Linked DNA regions of Oryctolagus cuniculus: region 2 is linked to region 1. A link is a contact called in public Micro-C data. All regions are on one chromosome and are shown on one strand. The core of a region is the stretch at or near the end of the contact, and the rest is flanking DNA. Distances in the headings are between cores, read along the strand shown. Region 1 holds the start of ZMPSTE24 (zinc metallopeptidase STE24). Region 2 holds the start of CAP1 (cyclase associated actin cytoskeleton regulatory protein 1).

Evidence for each region. Hi-C and Micro-C count contacts between places; a contact is called where the count stands out from the background.
Region 2: a Micro-C map of ear pinna shows a contact between it and region 1, with 6 times the contacts expected there. The contact joins the promoter of CAP1 here to the promoter of ZMPSTE24 in region 1. A contact is called at or near these places in 2 of 6 Hi-C or Micro-C datasets (ear pinna and an unstated tissue).

What each region holds. Positions count from the first base shown.
Region 1 is chr7:132,623,573-132,628,880 of mOryCun1.1, reverse strand. ZMPSTE24 (zinc metallopeptidase STE24) reads left to right here and starts at 3,212. Exons shown (of 10, transcript XM_017346422.3): 1 at 3,212-3,549. The coding sequence starts at 3,427.
Region 2 is chr7:132,860,823-132,866,596 of mOryCun1.1, reverse strand. It overlaps CAP1 (cyclase associated actin cytoskeleton regulatory protein 1), which reads left to right and starts at 1,985. Exons shown (of 13, transcript XM_008265512.4): 1 at 1,985-2,694.

The DNA of each region.
Region 1 (5,308 bases), core at 1,963-4,462:
GACTTCTCTCTCTTTACCTCTCTGTAACTCTGCCTTTCAAGATTAAGCTGAAAAGATTACCTCGGTTCTTTGTCTCACATGGAAGAATTTCCAAGTGGACAAATCAGAGAGAAAGCAAGATGTATTTAAAAGCAAGATTTAGGGGCTGTAGCGTGGAGGGTGGGGCTACTGCCTGCAGTGCCAGCATCCCATATGGCACCTCTGCCTCTCTGTGACTCTGCCTTTTTTTTTTTTTTTTTTTTCCGACAGGCAGAGTGGACAGTGAGAGAGAGAGAGAGAGAAAGGTCTTCCTTTGCCATTGGTTCACCCTCCAATGGCCGCCGCGGCTGGCGCACTGTGGCCGGCGCACTGCGCTGATCGGCTGGCAGGAGTCAGGTACTTCTCCTGGTCTCCCATGGGGTGCAGGGCCCAAGGACTTGGGCCATCCTTCACTGCACTCCCTGACCACAGATGAGAGCTGGCCTGGAAGAGGGCCAACCAGGACAAAATCCGGCGCCCTGACCGGGACTAGAACCCGGTGTGCCGGCGCCGCAAGGCAGAGGATTAGCCTAGTGAGCCGCGGCGCTGGCCTGTGACTCTGCCTTTCAAATAATAAAAAAATTGGGGCTGGCGCTGTGGCAATGCGGGTTAACACCCTGGCCTGAAGCACCGGCATCCCATATGGGCGCTGGTTCAAGATCCGGCTGCTCCACTTCTGATCCAGCTCTCTGTTATGGCCTGGGAAAGCAGTAGGAGATGGCCCAAGTCCTTGGGCCCCTCACCCACATGGGAGGCCCGGAAGAAGCTCCTGGCATCAGATCAGCTCAGCTCCGGCCGTTGTGGCCAATTGGGGAGTAAACCAGCAGATGGAAGACCTCTCTCTCTCTCTCTCTGCCTCTCCTCTCTCTGTGTAACTCTTTCAAATAAATAAATCTTTAAAAAAATAATAATAAATCTTTGAAAAAACAAACAAACAAACAATATATTTAAGTCAGAGAACTCTTGGCAGAGCGGCCAGGAGGGAGCTCTAAGAGAGGCAAAATCCAAACAACCTGGTGGTAGTGGGGTTTTGTAAGCACAATTTTGGGGAAGAAAAAAAATCAGTTTGACATTCAGTTACAAGGCAAAGAAAAAAACCCACCAGAAGACCTCATTGGTAATCTTATTTGCGTAGGAGTGGGACAGTTAACTTGTTTTTACACTAAACTGTGAGCTCAGAAAGATGGAGCCGCCACTCCCTTGCTATTTTCATGGTAAAATTGGAAGCTCCCCTTGGGAGTGGGGCAGGAACTTGACCTTGCTAAAGATCTTTTTTTGTTGTTGTTAAGATTTATTTATTTGAAAGGCAGAGCTACAGAAGCAAAAGGAGAGAGAGAGGTCTTCCACCTGTGATTCACTCCCCAAAAGGCCAGATGCTGGGCCAATCCAAAGCCAGGAGCCTGGAGCTCTGGTTCCGCTTTAGCACCGGCCCCAATAATTCTTTTTTTTTATTTTTTATTTTTTTTTAAGAATTTATTTGAAAGAGTTATACAGAGAGAGAAGGAGAGGCAGAGAGAGAGGTCTTTTGTCCGCTGGTTCACTCTCCAATTGGCTGCAATGGCCATAGCTGGGCTGATCCGAAGCCAGGAGTCAGGAGCTTCTTCTGGATCTCCCACGCTGGTGCAGGGGCTAAAGGACTTGGGCCATCTTCTGCTTTTTCAGGCCACAGCAGAGAGCTGGATCAGAAGCAGAGCACCCGGGACTCACACTGGTGCTCATATGGGATGTTGGCACTGCAGCAACACCCCCCCCCGCCCCGCGCGCATAAAGCTTTTTAAAGAGATCAGTTTATTTTGGTGCAGGCATTTTTGGAAATCCATGCATAGTTTTTTCATAATATACATTTTCTGTGAACTTCTGGAAGATCCTTTGTATATTATTACAATTGAACAAGCACTTTCATCCCTTAAAAATACACTAATAAGCTCTTAAACCGTTCTTTTATCACCTCTGACTTATATTTAGGTTCTGCCCTCACCTCATAAGATGTTATGCAAATCTATTAGTGCTCAATTTCAGTTTGATTCCTTGTTTTCATAGATACAAGTGCTGAGATATTATCTACATAATTAAGTAGATAGGAAAGATAATAGTTGTGCAGCAGTAATGTCAATCAGTTCTTTGATTTCCTTTTGAGTTTTATGCCAAATTCAACCAGTCGTGTTCCTTCATCAGCTGACAATTCAGTTAAGTCCACCTTTGATTCTGTTGAAAGCAAAAGAACTGGAAACCAACTGACTTGCAAACTAAGTTGTTATCATTGCTATTAGAACCATTCACGCATCCTGATTATGTAGGCAGCCGTGAAACTTCAAGATATCATTAATCCCAACACTCTAAGAATTACAATAGCATTGTAATTTAAATATTTTCTGCTGCAGCTATAGATTCGCTCATTGTTTTGTAAATTACCATGCAAATTAGCAGTCTGTCCAGTTACCAAATCAGATCTACTTTCTGTCAGAAAAACTGACTTCGCGTTTGAAGTCAAATAGATGTGACGAGGCGCATCCCAGTGTGCACATCTCACTTCTGAGAGGTACTGAGCCTTCATAGGAGCCTGCCCTCCAGATAAAGCAAGGCCCTTTCATTCCAGATATCGCTAAGCCACGATCCCTTTGGTGTGCGCCAGGGCTCGCTCGCTAGCTCGCTCTCGCGGGCGAAATGCCGACAGACTACACCTGGGGTGGATGAAATGAGCTCCCTTAAGTCGGATGTTTATCGTTTCCGCGCACTCTCTAATACTTGTGAATTCCAAACACCCTCATCCAGGCCCAAACACTCCATTTTCAATGCCTTGGCTCGCATTTAAGGCATTCCTGGGGAGCACAGCCCAGCGTCGGAACGGCGCCAGTTTACAGGAACGATTTTGAGAGCCTGAGAAGCGGGCGGCTCCATCTCGCCCAGCTACCTCAGGGCGGAAGTGACGGCTCGCTCCGTGTCAGTCCCCGCTAAGCCCTGTCCACCAGTCGGCTCGGTCTGGCCAAGAAAAGTGTAGCAGATGGCGCAGCCCTGTTGGGACCAGCCGCGGACCCACGGGATGGAACTGCAGTTCCGGCGGTCCGAAACCAGAAACCCCGCGAGGAACACAGCGGGCGCAGGAGGAGGAAGACTATTGGTGGGACACCACTGGGCAAGGGCCGGAACTCGCGATTCGGGGCTCCCGTTCTCTTCAAGCCGGAAGCGAGGAAGGTGGGGCCGCCCTGGGCGTAGTCCGCGAGGGGAAGATTGTTTTGGTGACACTGCCTGCCGCGCCGTGCGCGCGCGATGAGGGCGGGTGTCTGTGGTGGTGGTGGTGGGGCACTCGGAAGGGACGGATATCGCTGTGACACCGCGGGGAAGTGCTGAGGGGACACGTGTCGGTGTGGCACCGGTGCACGCTGAAGGAGCCGGTGGAGCCGGGTGGCCATGGGGATGTGGGCGTCGCTGGACGCGGTGTGGGAGATGCCGACCGAGAAGCGTATCTTCATGGCCGTGTTGCTCTTCTCCTGGACGGTGTATCTCTGGGAGACCTTCCTAGCGCAGCGGCAGGTGAGCCCGGACCGTGCCCACCTGACCCCCACCCAGCCAGCCCCAGGCCAGCCTCGGCCTCGCCCCTGAGACCCTTGATGCCCGCTTCGGTCCCAGCACCGGGCCCGACCCCGTCGTCAGTACCGAGCTCCTTAGGTTGGCCCGATGGCAGGCTGTGGCTTTAAGGGGTTCCTGATGCATTAGCGAAGTTTCCCGCAACGTTGTCTTGGGACCCGTGCCGGTGAGGGCCTGAAGAAGGGGAAGGGCTGTCGCTGGTCAGGCTTGAGCTCTGCCGCTCTGCCCGTCCTGTTAGGATCCTTGGGCCCAGACTCAGCTCCTTGAGCTTTGGCACAAGCCGTCAGAAGGAAGCTGCACACATGTTAGCATCACAGCCTCCCCATGACGTTCGAGTTCCCATGCGTGACCGCAGGAAACCATTTTCTGGAAGTGGAGAGTTTTGCAATCCTCCCAAGGACCTGCAGCCTTTTTTTTTCCTTCTTAAAGTGCTCATATTTTTTTCCTCGAAAAACATTTCTTACGGTTCATAAAGGCATTTTTATTATTTTTGCTTGAAGACTGTGAAAAAGTAAAGTAGAAAGTGAAAGTTCTAAGGGTTTCCTAGAGGTAACCATAGTGGACAGCTTGCTGGATTAGAGACCTGAGCTTCTGCAGTCTCTCACTTAACCTGCGTGCTTCTGGGTTGTCACTGAGATACGTCAGTGATGATGCCTGGGAAAACCTTTTTCTTTTAAGATTTTATTTATTTGAAAGAGTTAGAGAAAGAAAGAGAGGCCTTACATCCACTGGTTCACTCCCCAAATGGCCACAATGGCCAGAGCCGAGCCAGTCTGAAGCCTGGAGCCTCTTCTGGGTCTCCTACACGGGTGCAGGGGCCCAAGGAACGTTCTACCACTCTCTCAGGCACACTAGCAAGGAGCTGGCTCTTAAGTGGAGAAGCTGAGACTTGAACCAGCATCAGTGTCACATGCCAGTGCTGCAGACCAGGGCTTTAACCCACTTAGCCACAGCGCCAACCCCAAACCTTTTTCTTTCTAACTGCTGGGACTCTTTCCTGTGAGCATCATGGTCTTCTTGCTCTGCATATTTATAGTCTACTTGTATTGTAAACTGAAAGTTCTAATTTCTGTATCTATGCCTAGTTCATGTCTGAATCTCTTTAGTCCAGATTTTCAAAACAGGTGTTCAGCTGTTCAGCAGGAAACTGACAAAGAGCTCTGTGGATAACTTCCTTAGTGCAAAATCTAGCTGACCCAGAGAACATGCTTTGTCTAAGTGTGTGGTGTCTAAATCCAGGGGTGAAGGATTAAGCATCTATTTACCTTACTTTAATAAAAAGCCTCGTCAGAGTAACTACTTTTCAGTAGTGTCTTGACTAAGTCATGCTTTGCTGTAATGCCCTCAGCTTTTGTCGGCACACAACCGTATATAGGGAAAGCACATATTGTTTAGTATTTGTGCCTTCTTTTATGTCACATGGGCTGAAATTACCTTTTAGAATTTGAAATAATGAGAAAGTTGGTCTTTCTTATGGACCTGATATAGTTCTGTTAAACCTCACATTTCCCTTCATTTGGCTGCTAGGACCAAATTCAATGATACTCAAGGTTAGCAAGTTTGTTTCTCTTTTTCATGAATTTGCTTTCTGTATTATTGGACTGTTAAATTCTGAATGAGTGGTACCCTTATGATGTTATAACTTTGGTTTACATGTAAAGTCTGAAGTGTGATAACAACCCTGATTTTAATTTTACATGGTCAA
Region 2 (5,774 bases), core at 736-3,235, 240 kb before region 1:
CTTGCTCCCACATAAGCCCATGTTCTACACTGTAGCTATAACTGTATTTCTAAAATACAAGCTCTTCTTTGCTTTCACATTTAGTTTTCACCTCTCTTGCCTGGCACAGTTTGCCCAATTTCTTTTTTTCAGCCTTATCTAATATGCCTTTTTTATAGGAACCTCTCCGTCAGCCTGGCCTAGATTCTCATCTCCTGCATTTTTGCTCTGCAATATTCTACCCATCCATCTGAGGCCAGGAAATGACCATTCTGAACTCAAGGCACTCTCTGCTTTGAGCACATGTTAGAGGACAGCCATCATGGATGAGGCACTGGTACTAAACATTAGGCAAGATTAACAAGGAGGAAAGATCTGGAAGCCAGGAGTCAGCACATCTTCTGAGGTGTGCTTGGAGAGTAATATCTGTTTCTGAAACAGACTGTCTACTCCCTGGGGGCAGTGACCAAGTCTGACATCCACTTCTGTACCTCAAGTTGTGCCCACTTGAAAACAGCACAGTGCAAGGCACATAGGAAGAGCTCAATACATTCCAGTGTGCAGATTTAAAAAACAAATGAATAAAAGTGACAGATTGTTCCTCAACTATGTCCCATTAGCTATGGGTGCAAGTGTCTAGACTCCTTAAAAGACTAGACGTTCTATGAATGACTTATTTGCATGTGCACTTTTTATTGCTTTTTAAATATTTATTCATTTGAAAGGTGGAGTTAGAGAGGAGAGCCTGAATTCCAGTCTCTCCCATGCGTGGCAGAAGCCCAATACTAGGGCCATCTTCTGCTGCTTTTCCAGGTGCATTAGCAGGATTGGCTGCTCGGGACTGGAACCAGTGCTCAGATGAGATGAGAAAAAGATTAAGAGGGCCAGCAGAACCATATCATATGTCCTGGGCTTCCCACACATGAAGCGCTTACATTTAACCCTTTGATGTTGTGTCCAAACAAAGTTTTGTGTGTGTGTGTGTGTGTGTGTGTGTGTGAGAGAGAGAGAGAGAGAGAGAAAGGGAGAGAGCGAGTTTTTTGTTAAATGTAAATATTTAAAATATAACTTCTGTACTACTTTTGGTCATGTCATTTTTCTTTTAGACATACAGGGAGACACAGAATTGGAAAGAGGCCCAGAGATGCATCCGAAGGAACCTGTCCAAACGCTGCCTGCCTGTGAAAGGCCTAGGCCAGGGCGGGGAACCCAGCGTGTCCACAGGCCCAGATGCCTTTGCGGCCTCAGATGACTGCAGTATGGTCTATGACATGGGGTTAATTTAGCTCCCGGGGTTTAGAATCAGATGTGTTTTCAAAGTCCCAACAGTTACTTTGTGACCTTGGCAAATGATTCAGCTTCCTCATTTGAAAACCACAGAGGACATAATGGTAGCTGCCACAGAGAGCTGCTCTTAGGATTCAGTGAACACGCGCTTGCAGCCCTCGACACAGGCCTGGCGTGCAGTCAGTGCACAGTAAATGGGAGCTGTTATTCTAAGAACCGTATTTGTTGAACGATTCCCTCTGGCATAAAACGCTCGCATTCAACTTGAAACACGAGCTTTCAGTCTTTCGGCTCAAGGGGTGGGAACCGTAGCACTCGCCTATTTTCTTCTAGAAATAAATCATCGTGGGAGGATAATGACCCGTTGGAAAGTGTGAGTCTCGAGGGAACAAAGATCTGAATCCCAGGTCCGAGGAACACGGAAGCGGTGTCCCCTGCGAGCTGCAGCCGCGGTGCGGAGCCCACCCCCACGAACCCAGCAGCCGCGGGACGGGCACGACCCGGCCTCGGGAGCGGGGCGTTGGCGCAGCGGGGCAGCAACTCCTCCGTTCCGCTCGCCTCACTCCTGGGGACCACACCCTGCGCGATTAGAGGAAGGACTCCCCAGGCACGGGGCGGAGGCTTCGGCGCGGCCCCAGACCTGACCATCTATGGTCACAGAGCGCGCCCAGCGAACAGGAAGTAGGCGAGAGTGGAAGGTTTTTTCTCCACCTTCGCAGCCTGGGCAGGGCCGGCGGGGGCGGGGGCGGGCGCGCCCAGTCACCCAGGGCTGGGTCCCCAGCACCCCTCACCGACCGCCTTCCTCACGCCTAACCTCCGTCAAGTCCTTCCCGATCTACTGCCTTCTCAACGTTACAAACCGGGAAACCATGCTATGCAACGCCCAGGGGGAGGTGGAGCCTGGCCTTGATCCCCAAGGGAGCTGACGGCCGCCTGAGATCCCTGGCCCCCCACCCCCCAGTCCTTTCAAGACCCTTTAGGGACAGCAGTGAAAAGGGACTGGCCTTTTTCCATTGAGATCAAACCGACAGGAGAATTAGCCACTCTTTGGCCTCCTTTCCAGTGCTCTCGGCCTCCCCATTGGCTCGGACCGCAGGGGGCAATTCCGGCACTGTAAGGTAGGCCAAGGGGAGTGGCCCAGGCTTGGACACGCCCCTTTGGGGGTCGCTCCCGCCCAGGGGGCGGGGCTCTTCGCCTTGTGCCCTCGGCGCTGGCCGGTATTCTCTCTCCGAGGCGTGGGGTAGAGAGGGCGGAGTCGCGAGCCGGCAGGACAGACCACCCCACCGAATCCCGGTCCAGCCTACCGTTGCAGCCGGCGGTTCATTTCCGGTGGGGGCGCCGCGCCCAGTGAGGGCCCGGAAGTGGGTCGCGCGAAGATTGCTGGGCGGTTCTTGCCGGAAGTGGAGAGCGGCTGATCGCAGTACCGAGGTGAGGCACAGCTCTGAGGTGGGGGGTACGTTGCTGGGTGGGGACTGGGGCTCCCCTCCTGAGCCCATCGGCCCCTGGTGTTGATATTGCTTTTCTGGCCTAAGTGCGTGTAGCGACCCTTGCTGAGGGGGTCGGGGCTGAGGCCCTCAGGCCGATCGGGACTGCTGGGCGCGGTCTCTTGAGGTGGGGCGGGGGTGACCAGCTGAGACCGGCTGTCCCGGGAGGTCCTTCCAATCGATCTTGTCGCGCTGCCGGTCAGCCTCGGCGGAGGTCTGACTCCTGTGTCCTGACTGAAAGGAAACCCCCGAGTCTTTACCCCTCTCGCTCCCATTGCAGAGATGGGCAAATAAACCCCTGGAGGGAAGAGGCTAGGGAAAACCATACAGCGAGTGAGGAAAAGAATGAGAATCATTCGGTTCCAACCCCAGATCCTCCCCACGTTCCTTTCCTTGGACTCTCCGACTTGGGGGTCATCTTCCGGTCTCGGCAGTTGCAGGTTAAAGGCCGCCCGCTGTGTGGAACTTTTTTTTTTTTTTTCTTCCAAATTCAGTTGTTGGCATGCTTGGGGAGTTTTTCCAAGTGAGGTGGGCAAGTTCTACATTTGCAATCAGATAACTTCCCCTGCCTTCTAATCTGCTGCTCTTGCTCTGAAAAGCCACGCCAACTTTATTGGCGGTGTTCTCTACGTCTGGACCTGAGATCAGAATGGCTGGGGTTCGGCTCGGCCCCGCTGCTGGGGATCTGCGGCCGGGGATGCCTTATTTAACATCGCTGAGCTTCACTGTGCTCATCTTTTAAGTGGAGGTCTCTGCACCTCACAGGAATAAATTCAGTGGCAGCATTTCCGCCAGCTCCAGGGGGTGCCGACTGTGAAACCAGAAGCCGGACCCTGCGGGCATGGAGCTAGCAGGGTTGGCAGGAGCGTCTGAGAAGTCATTACAAGCCAGTGTTAGGCAAGAACAGGGTCCTGTGAAAGGATGCGACCGAGGGTTCAGAAAAAGCCTTTCAAAGTAGAGTTGAAGATGCGTTTCAGAGGACGCACGGGAGTAGGTGCTGGGACCGGGGGATGAGAACATCTTCGAAGTTACTGTCAAAACCGCGGCGCTGGAGGCTGCTTGCAGGGCTCCCTATCCAAGTGAAAATCCCCGAGTGGAGCAGCACATTGATCATTTACCAAATATTGAGACCCTTAGTAGGTGTGAAGCTGGGGACAAAGAGTGCAGTGTTCTCTTGGAGTTTATGAGGGAGGAGGGCGCAGGCGAGTGTATAATGGATGGCTTACATTGTCAATAGTGCTCTGTGGGCGCCCGGCATCACGAGAGCACCCGGAAGTACCTGAGCTAGGTTTCCAGTCCTCCGGGAGGAGTTGGGTGGCTGAATCGTACACTTAGCCATGGGATGAAATTGGAAAAGGAATTTCCAGGCAAAGAAGACTGCAGGTGCAAGGACCTGGACATGTGGAGGACCATAACTAGTTCAGTTTAACTGGAATTTCAGTAATGCTTAGGGAAGTGGAGTAAGTGAGAAGCGACGAGGTCAAATATGGAGGAACTCACAAGGCATGCTAAGGAGTTTGGGTTTTACCCTGAGAGCTGTGGGGATGCTTTGAAAGGATTTTATGTAGGAAAACAGTATGACCAGGTTTCTGTTTTAGAATGTTCACTGTCAAGTGGGAGAGAATCAGACGCTGTAGGGGAGTAGGCCAGTGTTTTGCTGTACTGTATCAATGACTTGAATTCAGGGAGTGAGTGGAAATGGGATTGTAGATGAGGCACCGATTGGAGCAGTATTAAAATGGAATCCGTGGAGTTGGAGGCCAGTTAATTTATGGGAATGAAGAAGTTAAGAGTAGTTAGATGATTGCCTGCTTTTCTGACTTAGGGTACTGGGTGATACCATTCAGCTCGGGAATGGAAGGAGTAAATTAGGGAGGTGACACAGAAAGAAAATGGATTTTGGACATGTTTAGTTTGAAGTGTTTGTAGCGCGTCTAGGCAAAGGTTTTTAAGAGAGTGCCCCAGCCAGAGCAAGCAGTAAAGATGTGGAGGCAGGAGAATGCCTTTATTCAGTGAAGGACCTGGAGCCTGGACTTGGACAGAAGAAGGAAAAAGGTCCATATCTGTTGAGTTCCGAAGGGCTTTTATTGCCTTGTTTGAATGCATTTGGATTTTATTTGTGGTTGGCAGTTTGCTGACTGAGTTGCCACCATCCAGCATATAGAAATTTCTGTAGGAGTTTCCTGCCTTCCCTGGAAACACTTCCATCAGGTGGGCATAATTGATGTCTTGGAGGGTTTAAATAAAATAGTAGTAGTGAAAATACTTTGTAAAGCATAACCTGCCAAAAGTGGTGGTATTCTTCAGATTCAGTGCCTGTATGTTTGCTGGGAGGGGGTCAGCTGTTGAGCTAGTTGTAAGATGTTTCCTTGACCTTTTTTTCTCACCACGCCCCCCCCTTTCTTGGATATGTATACATTTGTTTAGTTATAGTTATTATTATTATTTTTTTATCCAGGACTGGCCTTTTAATTAAGTGACTTCCTCTTTTTGTTTTTTCCTGAGGCATTTTGAGTCCAATTCATTTTGCTTAAACAAGCAAATGCAAAGTATCTTTGGAAATTGAACCCTCTGGTTTGCAATTTAACACTGAGATTTGAAATCTGAGGATTCTTAAGCCATACCTTATCCATTCCTAGTGATTATTCCTTTGAAATGTCATCATTAGTTTCTTTTCTACTGACCTGGCTTTCATACTTGTTCCTTCAGCTTCTCTACCACAGCTAGACTAATTTTTTAAATGCTCTTTAAAAAAACCATTGACATTTCATTACCTTTCATTGGCTTCATCTTTCCAAAGAATCAAGGCTAACCTCCTTTTTCCAACTTACAGAATTCCCCTTATTTTATTTAACTTTCAGTGGATGATATAGCTTGCCTTTCTAATTTAGTTTATTATGCTAGCATTTTATTTGAACCTCTTGTACTTAGCTTATTGCCTTTCTAATTTATTATACTAACATTTTGCTGGAATCTGTCGCATTTCCAAGTGTTATTTTTTTTAAGATTTATTTATTTATTTGA